Linked DNA regions of Mus musculus: all the other regions are linked to region 1. A link is a contact called in public Hi-C, HiChIP or PLAC-seq and promoter capture Hi-C data. All regions are on one chromosome and are shown on one strand. Each heading gives the region's core, a stretch centred on a gene start, on an enhancer-like site or on the middle of the called end of the contact. The rest is flanking DNA. Distances are from core to core; before and after follow the strand shown.

Region 1 (2,700 bases), core at 191-2,690:
ATCTATATAACAAGTCTCAGGCCAGCCAAGAGCACATAGTGAGACCCTGTCTCAAAAAAATGTGTGTGTGTGTGTGTGTGTGCGTGCGTTTGTGTGTGTGTGTGTGTGTGTGTGTGTGTGTAAGTTACGTTTGAGCTGGGTCTCTCTGTAATTACCCCATCAGTGCAGCAGACCAAATGAGAAGGTTATGTGAGACGATCAAGGAATTAGCTGTGGTGCTTCTGGCAAGGTAAGAAAAGGGTACCCACACTAGAGACTATGAGAATGACAGGGAATGCTTTGAGAGCACTTCATAAGGTAAGCATGTCAAGACACAGTTGAATATAGCAAATAGACAAGGGAGACAGGAGCTGATATTTTTGGCATGGAGATGCAGTTCACTGAGACAGGACAAATATATGTATTTTGTAGGGGAAAAAGAAAGGGTTAGGTTTGGACTTAAGTTTGAATTGTTAGATCCAGCTGGAGCTGTCCAGCAGACAGTAGGAAATATGAAGCTGCAACATGGTAACGTATAGATATTTGGGCATTAAAAGTGGATGAAGCTGTGAAGAGGCAAGGGGAGAGTAGAATATAAAATTCAGGTCACTACAGTGAACAAAACAAGAGGAGCCACTGAAGAAAGCTCTTCAGGACAGACATTAGGAGACTTAAGAAAATGTGAAAGCCAAGGAAAGTCTTTTTTTTTTTTAATTTTTAAGAAGAGATATAGTTTCAGATGCTGCAGGGAAATAATAGGAAATTAGCCTTTGGGGTTTGACACAAAACGTCATTAAGAGATTTGGTAGGAGCAAACGTTCTGCAGACGAAAAAGTGGAGGCAGGTGCTTCCTGCAGATAGAGAGCTCTGTCAGTGTCAAAACTGTTACACCGGCCAGAATAGGCAAGGTTTCTAACACATTTGTGGTCTCAGCGCCAGGCACGCAGCCTGGAAGGGTGGGTGGCATTAATGAGATCAGCGACTAGGGACACAGAAAGACTGACTTAGCAGAGGCAGTCAAGACTTAAGGGTGAGGGTGATTGGGAGAGGTGGGAGGCAGGGCCTTTGAGTGATTGGGTGTTGGAGGGGGAGAGGGTCGGGGAATGGGTGGGAGCCAGGCTCTGTGTTGATAGCGGGGCTGTGGATAGGTTTCCAGAGATCTGTTTAGGGAAAAGACAGGGCCCCAGGCTGCAGCCGGGGAAGGGGTGTCGCCCAGCCCCTCCCCTCTTACGCCACTGCGCGGCTCCGCCACTGGAGCCCTCCCGCCAGGCTGCACGGCTACGAGTGGCCGCCAGAGGCCGCTGCACGGTCCCCGCGCCCCCGCCCCTCTCCATTGGCCTTTGTTGCCGTCGAGCGCCCCGCTTGACTCGTTCCCGTCCGCCCCATGGGCCCATCGGTCGCGCCTGCGCACTGGCAGCTACTCGGGCGCTAGCAGGGGGAGCTGCTGCAGGCTCCGCGGCGGCGGCAACGGAGGCTGCGGGGGCGACAGCGCGAGCGGCCGGGCTTCGGGGGGGAGCCGAGCCCGGCCCGGGAGCCCGAGCAGTGCAAGTGCGAGGTACCTAGGCCCCTCACGCTGGACTCCTCAGTCTCCCGGCCGCCTGTCCTCCGCACGGGTATATGGGATGGAAGCGGGACCCTCGGGAGCAGGTAAGGGCCCTCGGGGACTGGGAGCAGTGTGTATTCCAAAGCCCTATAGGCTCTCGCGGCATAGAGCATGGTTGCAGAGTGAGGAGAGGGGCTCTCAGGGGATGGGGGGCCCATTTTGAAGGGGGTTGTATGCAGTTCCGGCTGAGAACCATGTGAAGATCTGAGACCCGGGCTGTTTGTCCTAGGAAGCAGTATACTGTCCCGAGGGTGAGAAGTAACCTGGGAGAAGGGCCTGAATGCACGGTGTCCTTCCGTGAGGTCTGGGGAGGCCTATGGGGAGGCCCGGCAGGTGGCAGGGGGGCGGGCTCCAGGTGTCCTGGAGAGGAGGGGGGCGACACAGATGGGCCTGGAACTACCGCCTGTCGGGGGGCGGGGGCTCGGCCGTGCTGGGCTGGGCTAAGCTAATGTCTCTGGGGAGTAGGCGCCGGGGCTGGCCTCTGAGCTCCGCCCAGCTGGGCCTGAAGCGGGGGTGAGGGTCAGGGGGCGGTGGGTGGGGATTTAGACCAGGGATTTCCCCCCTTAGATTGGGGACTTGAGTGGTGGCGCGGGAGCATGCGCGGAGGTACCAGCCTGAAGGGCTGCCCTATGTGGTGGGGGCGTGGCTGTTGGAGTATCCCTCCTGTGCCCCTGGGTTTAGGAGGAGTGTGCAGTCTCGCAGATTCTGTTTGCGTAGTACAAATGGGAATTGCCTTCTGTCTTGGGGGAAGGGTGGGGGGCGGTCTCTGACACTTGGTCCTTAAACCCCGGAGTAGCAGTTTGTCAAAGAAAGGGTCGAGGTCAACTGCCAGAGTGCATTTTCTGCTGCATGAGGATGGACGGGGACCAAAGCCTTGCTTTATGAGCTACTTCTCTCAGAAGATAGGCCTTAGGAAAGTGTTGGTCACTGAGAAACTAGGCCCACATGTTTTTCAAGTTTCTAGACCACTCCTGAGAAGAGATGGGAGCTTTTAATCTGAAGATAGTGCCCTCCTTTTCCATGAATTGACTCTATATCACAATATAATCTCTCTATATACCTGTGCCTCCTGTTTCCTAGTGGATCTTTTCCCACGTCAGGAGCATGTCATTAGACTC
Region 2 (2,700 bases), core at 120-2,619, 610 kb before region 1:
CACTGGGAATATACTCTACTACTTAATCGTATATCCCCCAGCCTCCATAGGACTCACCTAACGCATGAAAAAAATTAATCAGTTGGGTTGTATCAACGTATAAACCAGCAACCATTGAGTACCATTCATTTCCAATTCTCCGGAATAATACCAATTCTAACGCTAATAATTTTTAGTATTTTGAAAGTCAAAAGAAAATGCTTACATGAGCATCATCAGGTTCTTCTTTAATTCTGTCCAGAAGCCCTTGTTGTGCCATTGCTTTGTCACATCCACCATCCAAAGGTTCTTTCATTCTAAGTGCTTATGCCGAGTTCTTATCCCATCTAAAACTAAGATGACGCCTAAAACATAATATAAAGGATTGGTACTTGGGTTTTGTTTTCCTTCATACTAACATGTTAATAGCTTCAGGATCGAGCATTTGAGCAACACCCTTCTGGGACTAGGACTAACTGTTCTTTTTGCTCCTGGATTAGCTACCTTCCAATGAGAAAAGTCTTAGACAAGCACTATGGTCTTCACTATATTGGAGGTTGTTGCGATACAGACTGGCTGAACACGCCACAGGAGGACCCTAGCAAGTGGACAGCTGGACTCAGTACTTAATTTCTGATTGTGTGGACACTGACATGTGACTCATGTCTGCTCCAAGTGAGGCCTCACCTTTGCCTCTACCTCAGCCTGCACTAACAATAAGAACCGATTTCTCATCCTAAAGCCACTTCAGAGCCTCAGACGTCATCACAACTAGAACGCTAGGTTCCCATTTAGAGGTGGGCCAACTGGTCATTCTGGAGGCAACTCCCCCTAACGTCTTCCTATAAACCAGTGATTCTCAACATTCATAAACTCGGTTAATGTGGCGACCCCCAACTATAAAATTATTTCGTGGCTCCGTCATAACTGTAATTTTGCTAATTGCGAATTGTAATGTAAATATTTGATATGCGACCCTGTGAGGGTTGAGAATGGCTGCTAGAAACCCCTGTCTGGGCTCTCTTCAGATTCCCAAACGGTAGTACAAATGTAAGCCAAGCTATAAAGGAAACCCTCGCAAAAGGCCTGTCATCAATTCCAGCCAGCCATAGAAACAACAGGTTTTTTAAAACCCTGTTGCGAAGCCGGGTCGAGAACTTTCCACCACTTGCCACAGTTGTAACACTCTACAGGCGCGTATCCCTCCTCTGAATGTCGCAAGCTCTCCGGCGTTCCCGTTCGCAACCAGAATTCCCCAGCCTGTCCCCCAAAGGCCAGAGGAGGAACTCAGTCTCCAACGGAGCGCGCGAGCCGCCAACTGCAGCGAGCCTGAGGATGCTACGGCACCACCGCGGCGCAGCCCGCCGCCGGTCACGTGATGAGCTGCCACTCCGCCCCCGCCAGAAGGGGACGGTCCTGTCACGTGAGGTTACCCAGAACTTCCTGCGGCGCCTAGTCACGTGGAGGGCCACGCCCCGTTTGGGCACGTGGTACGTTGCCCCCTCACAAGCCCACAGGCCTGAGCGGCTTTCTCTAGCCCGGTAGGACACCCGCCTCCAATGAGACGCCAGTCGGAGAATGCACAAAAGCATTCAAGGTCTCAGGTGGGGACCATGACAAATTACTTTACTGGAATCGCCTGAGGAATGGCAACGCAACGCCTTGACAACTGCGCGTGCGCACTCCTATTTATGCGCTAGACCTGAGGTAATTGGACGTTCCCGGCCTTCATTCCCGCCCTCTATTCCCATCATGCCCTAGACCTAGCCGTCCCAGCATTCTCACTTCCGATATGATTGACTTCTTAAAGAGACAGGGCTGTGGAAAAAAAAAACTGGAGGGCTGTAGAGTTGGCCCAGTGGTTAAGAGCACTGACTGCTCTTCCAGAGGTCCTGAGTTCAATTCCCAGCAACCACATGGTGGCTCACAACCATCTGTAATGGAATCCAATACCCTCATCTGGTGTGTCTAAAGACAGCTACAGTGTACTCATATACATAAAATAAATAAAATCTTTAAAAAAAGAAAAGAAAAAGCTGGAAGGAGAAATGGAGGAATGTCAAAGCTCAGAAGTGTTAGATGGAGCTGTATATGCCCTTCTCCATTTTTTAATGTGCATCACAGTTGAGGAACATAGGAGAAAGATGACTAGCGCTCAACCATCTTTCTCTTTTTTGGCCTATAGTCAGGACAAAGTCTCATAGCTCAATAAACCAAGAAAATCCCTCACAGACAAACTCAGATACCTGTCCCCAAGTTGATTCTAAATCCCATCAATTTAATAAGATTAATCATCACATGTGAACCTGAACCCCACTGGAGCTGGACTCCAGCACTTAAGGGGCAAAGATCTAAAATGAGAGAAGGCTGAGCACGAAAGATACTAAAGGGCATGGGAACAGGAGGATTCTGATTTGAGGAGAAGGGTCAACCAAAACAAAATTGTGTGAAAACACCAGAGGAAATCTACCCATACATGGTATTATAAATTATAATCAAATATTAGAGACAGTACACATAGTTTCTATTTAAAATGTATGTTTTTGTTTTCTATTATTTGATAATTTTATGCATGCATATGTGCTTTGATCAAATCCCTTCCCCTGTCCCCTGCCATTCACTCTGCCTTTTCAAACCCACTTGGTCCACTTAGTGATGTCTGCATGTGCATGGGCTTATCTTCTGCAGCATGGGTGTCATCTCATGTCCCATATCCCTGAA
Region 3 (2,700 bases), core at 128-2,627, 780 kb before region 1:
TATTTTCTGTTTTAAGTTTTGGGGTTTGTTTGGTCAGCTGGTTTTGGTTTTTTGAGATAGGGTTTCCCTGTGTAGCCCTGCCATTCAGATTCCTTCTGTAGACCAGGCTGGCCTCAAACTCAGAGACTGGACTGGCCTGCCTCTGCCTCCTTAGTGCCAAGATTAAAGACATGTGCCACCACCGTTGGGCTTGTTTTTATTTTTAAGACAGGTTCTCATGGCACCCAGCCTGGCCTCAAACCCTCAAAGTAGCTAAGGATAACTTTGATCTGCCGACGCTCCTGTTTCCAGTGCCAAGTGCTTGTGATCACAGGTCCACACCAAGTGCAAGTCCTTTATACAATTCCTGGGTAGAGACTCTCAATTTTCCAATTTGTCTTAGGGCGGGCATATCAAGCACCAGTCTATGAGTATTACTCTTGTACATAGAAAGCCCAAGTTCTATGTGCTCTTGTCCGAATTCCAGTCATCCATGTATACAACACAACCTTCTCTTCGGTAAGCTATGTGGGCCTACCCTACCTGTCTACAGCTCTCAAAACACCCTGGAGCTCCACAAGGTTAAGAACTAAGGATGTCCGGATCGTCCTATGCTCTGTGCCTCTTCCCACCCTTGCTATCCTCCCTAGCAAAGAGCTAAAAAAGTTTGTTGGTCGAATGAATGACAGGCAGCATAAACATGTTGCTTTGTTTATGGAAGACTACAGCAGCCTTCCACCCGCACTCACAAAGGGGTATAGGGATATGATCATAAGCAGCTAGACTTCATGAAGTCATCCCGAAGGTATCAAAATGTAAGTAGCACAAGTGTTTCCCAAATACTGCAACGCCTATTTCCAGCCCGACACGCAGGGGCGCCAGCCAAAGGCTCCAGGTACAGGTCAACCGGGCCGCCAGGAAACCTGTCCCAGTGCCTGAGCCCACCGGAAGCTCTCCAAATGAGAGCAGTCGTAGGAGGTCCGAGAAGGTGAAACCATCAGCCTTGACAGCCAGCCAAGTTGGGATGGGAGCGCCAGTGAGGTTCGGGTCATCAGCTCCTGTTCCCTGTCCAGTCACGCCACACGCGTGGCTTCGTCACCCTTCGGCCTGCAGGGGCCTGAGGCGGACGAGATCTGACCACAGTCCACACTCGGCCACCAAAAGCTGGCCGAGGCCGAGCGGGTCACGGAAACCATCGCTCCCTCAACTAGGAGGAGCCGTTCCCGTGGGACTGGGGGCCAGCGATCCTGGGAAGCGAAGTGCCCTCAGCCCTGGGAACTCACCTGCGGTCCAGCCCGCACACCCCGGACAGGTCCCGCGCTGCGCCCGCTAGCCGGGAGCAACAGGGACGCCGAGGTTCCCAGTGGCCCGCGGGGCGCGCCCGAGGCCCCGCCCACTGGCATCTCTCGGAGAGCAGCGATTGGCTGAGCTCCAGCCAGCTACAGAAGAAAGGAAGCCAGGCACCCGACCCTGCGTTGGACTAAACGCAGAATAGTATAGCGCCCCCTGACGGCTCGGAGGCTCCCCTGTGACGTTGCCACATGCTTGTGAAGAAGAAAAAAGAATAGTCAGCTTTCATTGATCCAAATGAAGTTCATTAGGTGTCTTCCGAGACTTACCTAGGTCGGATATTACTGAAACCGAAAACCCAACCCCTGACCTCCAGAAGCTCCCGTAGCAGAGAATAACCTAGTACTTTCAATCTTCTTGGGATCTGTGCTTTCAGGCTGTGTGTCCTTGGGAACATCATTAATTAATCTGAGCCTCAATTCTTCTGCATAGCGTTAAAACCTTCCATTTCAGCAGGGATGTTGCAAGGGTTAGATAACATCTTGTTTGTAAAATACTGTGCCAGGCACACATCTCGCAGGGAACTAGATTGTAGCGTTAGTGAGTCTACAAATTGCTGAAAGTACCAAGACCCTCTGATCGCAAGTACTCACTCTCCTTCCTCCATGTTTCCCCTGTCCCTGAGCGGAATTATACTTATCACATATAAGAAAAAGCCTCACACCCCAAGCTCTCTAATGGACTACCATAGTCCTGCCTTCTCAACCTGCCCACACTGCTCTCAACCTGACCAGTCTCCTTCCCACTAATAGCATGCTAAAAATCAACGTTTGAAGCCTGTGTGTCCATGTTCTTTCATCTACCTGGAGTGCTCTACCCAGCTTCCCTTAAGTCTACCCAGCTTCCCTTAAGTTAGCAGTGAGCCATTTCTCAAGGTCACGGGTACTCTCACAGGAAGCGTCTTCAAGACTGTACTGTCAAGTTAGAGATTCTTCCTCTTTTAGATCAAAGAGCCCAAAGCTAAGCCTGACAGCGAAGATGGGGAGGAAGAAGCTGCCAGAAATTAGCAACCGTGATTATCAGACCTTGATTACTTGTGCATTGAATCTGTGGGAAGAGATCAGAACAGTCTAGAACACAGGCTGGCATTTAGCCATTCTACAAGCTAGACATTGGCGATACAAATGGGGACTGCCCTCCGTAGTTTCCTGGATGGAGAAGAAACAGGAAGACCCACACAGTGTCATAACAGAGGACACTGTCCGTCCATACAAGAAGAATGAGTGGAGGTTCCCTGGAAGGACAGATCCCTAAGCTGGATCTTAATAGTGACTAGAAGTTCCCTCCAGCAGACCTGGGTAAGCACAGAATCCCCAGCTAAAGTGGAAATGACAGCATTGAGAAGTCCTGAGGCGCAAGACCAGCCTTGGC
Region 4 (2,820 bases), core at 84-2,583, 590 kb before region 1:
AAAGGAAGGAAGGGAGGGAGGGAGGAAGGAAGGAAGGAAGGAAGGAAGGAAGGAAGGAAGGAAGGAAGAGGTGAGAGCCAGTCTTGGAGGGCAGAGAATCTCTGAATTTGAGGCCAGCCTGGTCTATAGAGTGAGTTCCAGGACAACCAGGGATACACAGAGAAACAGTGTCTCAAAAAAAAAAAAAGAAAAGAAAAGAAAGGAAGGAAGGAAGGAAAGAGAGAGAGAGAGAGAGAGAGAGAGAGAGAGAGAGAGAAAGAAAGAAAGAAAGAAAGAAAGAAAGAAAGAAAGAAAGAAAGAAAGAAAGAGAGAGAAAAGATAGATGGAAGTTATGGTCAAAGACAAGATGAATAGATCATTAAACTTTATATTTTTCTTTACTATTAAGACTTAGAAGCCGGGCGTGGTGGCACACGCCTTTAATCCTAGCACTCCGGAGGCAGAGGCAGGTGGATTTCTGAGTTCGAGGCCAGCCTGGTCTACAAAGTGAGTTCCAAGACAGTCAAGGCTATAGAGAAACCCTATCTCGAAAAACCAAAAAAAAAAAACAAAAAAACTTAGAAATAATCAAAATGATCTGCTCCCTCCTTAATTCTTTAGCTATACCCATCTGTCCCTACTTTTTCATTCCTCTTTTTCTGAGACTATTTACAACCATGTTTTTAAAGTTGTAACTCAACATCTGAGTCACTAATGTTGCATTAGCCCTTAATTTTATTTATGTATGCATGTATGTATTTATTGTGTTTATGTGCACATTGCGGAGGTCAAGGAGCAATTTGCAGGTATCTGTTCTCTTCTTCCACTAAATGGATTCCAGTGACAGAACCCTGCTAGTCAGACTTTGCGGTAAACTCCTTAATAGGCTCTGTCATCTCGTTGCTCTGTCTCAATCCCCCAGCTTTTGTTGTTCCGTTTGTAAAATAAGGTTGGTTTTGAATTTTTAACCACACACCTTCATCTTACAGGCCTGTGCCCCCTCACTCCTGCCTTTAAGGACCCAAATATGCCCATGTGATGACATATTCCCTTAATACCAGAACTAGGGAGGCAGAGTCAGGAGAACCTCTCTAAGTTCAAGACCAGCTTGGTCTGCATAGTGAGTTCCGGGACAGTCAGGGGTACATAAGTGAGACCCTGTCTTAAAACAAAAAAAAACAAAAAACAAAACAAAACAAAAAACGAAAAACGGGCAGCTAAGGTGACATTAAGGATAGCCTAAAACTAAACCCCCCTGACCCGCCCCGTCAACCTCTCCTGCTTAGTCCATCCCCCGCCTCCGCGCCCCAGGCGGACCGCGGTGCGCATGCTCAGCCGCAAAGGCCTCCGGGAGAGGGGCGGAGCCGGCGGGGTTGTTTGCACGGCAAAATGCGAGTGGGCGCTTCCCGCCGCTGAGTTGGAGACAGATCAGCCATCCTCGTGGAGCCGCTCAGGCCCGCTTTTCCAGAGAGAGGCGGCATTTCTCCCGTCCTGAGGAGGGTGACGCGACAGGTAGGAAGACCACAGTGTCAGGAGAGTCGTGCCCCCGGCCTCCAGGCTTCTTAGCGTCCTGGCCTCTGTGCGGTGACTGAGCTTGGTGCGTTTGGTCTCTTGCGGCTTCTTTCTGTAACTGCCTTCCGTTACACCTGTGGCTCTCTTTCCATTAAGCAGTGTATTTTTCAGACATAAACAGATTGGGTGTGTTGGCCCTTGCCTTTAATCCCATCACACGAGTGGCAGGGGGTTCTCTGAGTTCGAAGCCAGGCTGTTCTATAAAGTCTGTTCTAGGCCAATCAGTGCTACTTAATGAGACCTGGATTCAAAAAACAAAAACATCGGGCTGGAGAGAGATAGAAGCAAATAGTTTTATCTGTAGAGTTCTGTGAGTGAAATTTGCAGGTTAGCGCTGGCGGTGGCTGCCCATTTTTCTAATCCTGGCAGGGAGGCAGAGGCCATTGGATCTCTTAGTCTACAGTGCTAGTTAGAGGACCTTGAACATTGTTACTTGTTACATTGTTACTTCCAAATATTTCCAAGGAACTTTTCTTTTTTTAAGATTTATTATATGTAAGTACACTGTAGCTGTCCTTAGATACTCCATAAGAGGGCATCAGATTTCGTTATGGATGGTTGTGAGCCACCATGTGGTTGCTGGGATTTGAACTCAGGACCTTTGGAAGAGCAGTCGGCGCTCTTAACCACTGAGCCATCTCGCCAGCCCCCCAAGTAACATATTTGGACTGTGGTTCATTGCTGGTAACTCATACCAATAGTAAGAGATTACTGTACATTTGTTTGTTTGTTTGTTTGTTTGTTTGTTTTGGCTCTGGGGATGGTTGAAACTGGCTATCATGTTGCTCACAGTTACCTTGAACTCCTGATCTTTCTTCCTCTGACTTCCAAGCTCTCCTATTTTGGGATTTTTTTTTTTTTTTTTTTGAAATGTAAGGAGACTCTGTGAAGAAGAAAAGGGCAAGTGAGATGGCTCAGAGGGTAAAGATTCTTGCCCCCAAATCCGATAACCTGTTTGATCGCCAGGCCCTACATGGTATGAGGAGAGAATGAACTACCATAGGTTGTCTTGATATGTGTGTTTCTACCACCCCGAAACAAATAAATAAATGCAACTTAAAATTCCTATGTTGAGAACCCGGAAAAATGGCTTGGTGAGTAAAGGTGTTTGCAGTCAAGCCTGCCAGCCTGAGATTAATGGCCAAGACTGACTTCTCCACACATGCCATGCATCATGAGTACAGTCCCTTACAAGCATGCACACTTCCAGTGGTAATTAATGTAACTGTTAGAACTTTTACTTAATTATATGTGTATGCGTCTATGTGA
Region 5 (2,700 bases), core at 46-2,545, 530 kb before region 1:
GAGTTTAATCTTTATTTTAATTTTATTGTTATTTTTAATGTATATTCAGTGATTTGCCTATGTGTGTGTATGGGTACCACATGTGTTCCTGGTGTCCATGGAAGAAGTCATCAGATACCCTACAACTGAAGTTATACACACTTATGAGTCTCCTTATAGGTGATGAGAACCAGGTCTCAATTGGCTTCTCTGCCAGAGCAACGAATACTTAGCTGATAAGATATCTCTCTTGTTTTCTTTTTTTTTTAAAGATTTATTTATTATTATATGTAAGTACACTGTAGCTGTCTTCAGACACACCAGAAGAGGGAGTCAGATCTTGTTGCGGATGGTTGTGAGCCACCATGTGGTTGCTGGTATTTGAACTCTGGACCTTCGGAAGAGCAGTCGGGTGCTCTTACCCACTGAGCCATCTCACCAGCCCTTTTGTTTTCTTTTAAGATTTATTTTATGTATACGAGTACACTGTCGCTGTCTTCAGACACACCAGATGAGGGCATTGGATCCCATTACAGATGGTTGTGAGCCACCCTGTGGTTGCTGGGAATTGAAGTCAGGACCTCTGGAAGAGCAGGCAGTGCTCTTTCCCACTGAGCCACAGAGACTTTTGAGGGGGGAGCAAGGGGTTTGTTTTTGGTTTTATGGTTTTTTTTTTTTTTTTTCAAGACAGGGTTTCTCTGTATAGCCCTGGCTGTCCTAGACCAGGCTGGCCTCAAACTTAGAAATCTGCCTGCCTCTGCCTCCCAAGTGCTAGGATGAAAGGCATGTGCCACCACTGCCCAGCTAAGAGCCACAGAGACTTACACTCATTGTGTGCCCAGGCTGGCCTCAAACTCAAAAGCCAATCTTCTGCCTTAACCTCCTATGTGCTAGGATTATGGGCGTGAACTACTACATCCGACTCTTCTAAGATCTTTAGGCAATTTTTACAAAGTAGTCCAACGGCTGCTCTTCCTTCTCCTCCTCCTGTTACTCCTACTCCTACTACTTGAAAATTCATTGAGCCTTCTGCAAGGGCAGCAGGCTGAGCAGTAACTAAGGTGAGCCCCCAAATGCTTCTTGATCATAAATCCCTTCCTTCTCTGATCTATAGCAGGCTGCCGAGCTCAGTAGCTCTCACCGCTCCCCAGGGCACTTGCAAATGAGGGGCTTCTGCAATCCAAGCTTAATTAACTTTATGTAAATCCTTCTCCTCTCCTTTTTTCTTAATAGGGCACAGTGCTAATCTTTGTTCTAGTGCCCTTTGGTGTTGGCTGGCTTCTGCATTTATGCACGAGGCCAGTGGTTTGGCTGGGGAGCGCACTTGGCGGCATGAACTCTGTTGCTGATGATGTATAGGAGCAGAGGAGTGAGGGACTCACATAGTGTCTGTATTTGCTGCAGCGGGGCTCTGAATGTAAGATGATGATGATGGTGGTGATGGTGATGATGATGATGATGATGATGATTTTGGTCTTACAGCAATGAATTCAGTGAGGCGCAAAGGGGCGTGTCTCCTGCATTACTCAGAGGTTCATTCCTACCGAGTGTCTTAGGGTTTTTACTGCTGTGGCGAGAAACAGTGTGACCAAAGGCAGCTTAAAGAGGAAAGGATTTATTATGTGACACTTCCATGTAGCAGTGTATCATCAAAAGCATTTATCTTAGGAACTCAAACAAGGACAGGAACCTGGAGGCAGGAGTTGATTCGGAGGACATCCAGGTGGTGCTATTTATAGCTTGTTCCTTAAGGCTTGCCCAGTTTTTATACTTTGTTTTTGTTCTTTTTGTTGTTGGTGGTAGTGGTTTGGTTTGGTTTGGTTTGGTTTTGGACTATGAGACCTGAGCCACACTGCATCGGTAACCTGGGGCTCTTTCCCCTTCTGCTTCCGATGCTGGGGTTGCAGGCATGTTTCCATGGGCTGGGCTCTGTAGGTTCTGTTCCATGTTCCACAGAAGCTGCACCATTTTGTTTTCTTTTTTTCTTTTTGTTTTGTTTTGTTTGAGACAGGGTTTCTCTGTGTAGCCCTGGCTGTCCTGGAACTCACTCTGTAGACCAGGCTGGCCTCGAACTTAGAAATCCGCCTGCCTCTGCCTCCCAAGTGCTGGGATTAAAGGCATGCACACAACTGCCCAGCCAGCCTCTTCAATATAACTGAGTCCAGGCTGGAGAGATGACTTAGTGGTTAAGAGCACTGACTGCTCTTCCAGAGGTCCTGAGTTCAAGTACTACCAACCACATGGTGGCTCACAACCATCTATAATGGGATCAAATGCCCTCTTCTGGAGTGTCTGAAGATAGCGATAGTGTACACACACACACACACACACACACACACACACACACACACACACACACACACGTAGGCAGCCGGCGCCTAAAAGATGGCGCCGGTCTCCGGTACACTATCGCCCGTAAACACCTCTGCGCAGGCGCTAGCCCAAATCTGGGCCAACCCCTCAGGAGCGGGTGCATGCAAATTAAAGTGCCGGCAGACTGACCAATCCCAGGAGGAAACATAGCCCTCCCCAGTGCTGGGGTGTATATAAGCAGTCCTCCCTGGGTTCCCGGGGTTCCTGTAGCATCAAGGCATTCCTGCAATAAAGCTGTTGAGAAGAATCCGACCGTGTTGCGTTTTTCCTTGCCGGACGAGGTGAGCGCAACACACACACACACACACACACACACACACACACACACACACACACATGAGAAATGGC

What was found. Promoter capture Hi-C pulls out the DNA fragments that hold promoters and counts their contacts. A called contact is a pair of places that touch in the nucleus more often than the background predicts. HiChIP or PLAC-seq counts read pairs in DNA pulled down with a chosen protein or histone mark.
Region 2: a Hi-C map of CD8 T cells shows a contact between it and region 1, with 5 times the contacts expected there. The contact joins the promoter of Zmym6 here to the promoter of Ago1 in region 1. A contact is called at or near these places in 1 of 484 Hi-C or Micro-C datasets (CD8 T cells), 3 of 115 datasets of contacts at active chromatin or transcription factors (astrocytes, embryonic forebrain and epiblast stem cells) and 1 of 9 other capture datasets (liver).
Region 3: a contact with region 1 is called in a Hi-C map of LSK cells, with 5 times the contacts expected there. The contact joins the promoter of Smim12 here to the promoter of Ago1 in region 1. A contact is called at or near these places in 1 of 39 promoter capture datasets (pre-B cells), 5 of 484 Hi-C or Micro-C datasets (CD4 T cells, CD8 T cells, LSK cells and 2 more) and 1 of 115 datasets of contacts at active chromatin or transcription factors (astrocytes).
Region 4: a contact with region 1 is called in a promoter capture Hi-C map of neural stem cells. The contact joins the promoter of Zmym1 here to the promoter of Ago1 in region 1. A contact is called at or near these places in 3 of 39 promoter capture datasets (the C10 cell line, neural stem cells and pre-B cells), 2 of 115 datasets of contacts at active chromatin or transcription factors (embryonic forebrain and epiblast stem cells) and 1 of 9 other capture datasets (liver).
Region 5: a contact with region 1 is called in an H3K27ac HiChIP or PLAC-seq map of differentiating embryonic stem cells, with 2.6 times the contacts expected there. The contact joins the enhancer-like site here to the promoter of Ago1 in region 1. A contact is called at or near these places in 1 of 484 Hi-C or Micro-C datasets (embryonic stem cells) and 4 of 115 datasets of contacts at active chromatin or transcription factors (astrocytes, bone marrow-derived macrophages, differentiating embryonic stem cells and 1 more).

What each region holds. Positions count from the first base shown.
Region 1 is chr4:126,467,323-126,470,022 of GRCm38.p6, reverse strand. Ago1 (argonaute RISC catalytic subunit 1) reads left to right here and starts at 1,440. Exons shown (of 19, transcript NM_153403.3): 1 at 1,440-1,626. The coding sequence starts at 1,602.
Region 2 is chr4:127,076,052-127,078,751 of GRCm38.p6, reverse strand. It overlaps Zmym6 (zinc finger, MYM-type 6), which reads right to left and starts at 1,369. Exons shown (of 14, transcript NM_001285885.1): 1 at 206-1,369. The coding sequence starts at 295.
Region 3 is chr4:127,242,461-127,245,160 of GRCm38.p6, reverse strand. Smim12 (small integral membrane protein 12) reads right to left here and starts at 1,377. Exons shown (of 2, transcript NM_030252.2): 1 at 1,263-1,377.
Region 4 is chr4:127,059,667-127,062,486 of GRCm38.p6, reverse strand. Zmym1 (zinc finger, MYM domain containing 1) reads left to right here and starts at 1,333. Exons shown (of 8, transcript NM_026670.5): 1 at 1,333-1,491.
Region 5 is chr4:126,999,281-127,001,980 of GRCm38.p6, reverse strand. No RefSeq gene overlaps it. Among named protein-coding and RNA genes, the nearest start is that of Sfpq, 21 kb to the left of the region's middle. Within about 2 kb of position 1,295, at least 10 of the 459 cell types and tissues checked have an H3K27ac peak or open chromatin away from gene starts, as enhancers often do. A contact at or near this core is called in differentiating embryonic stem cells, where this site is marked.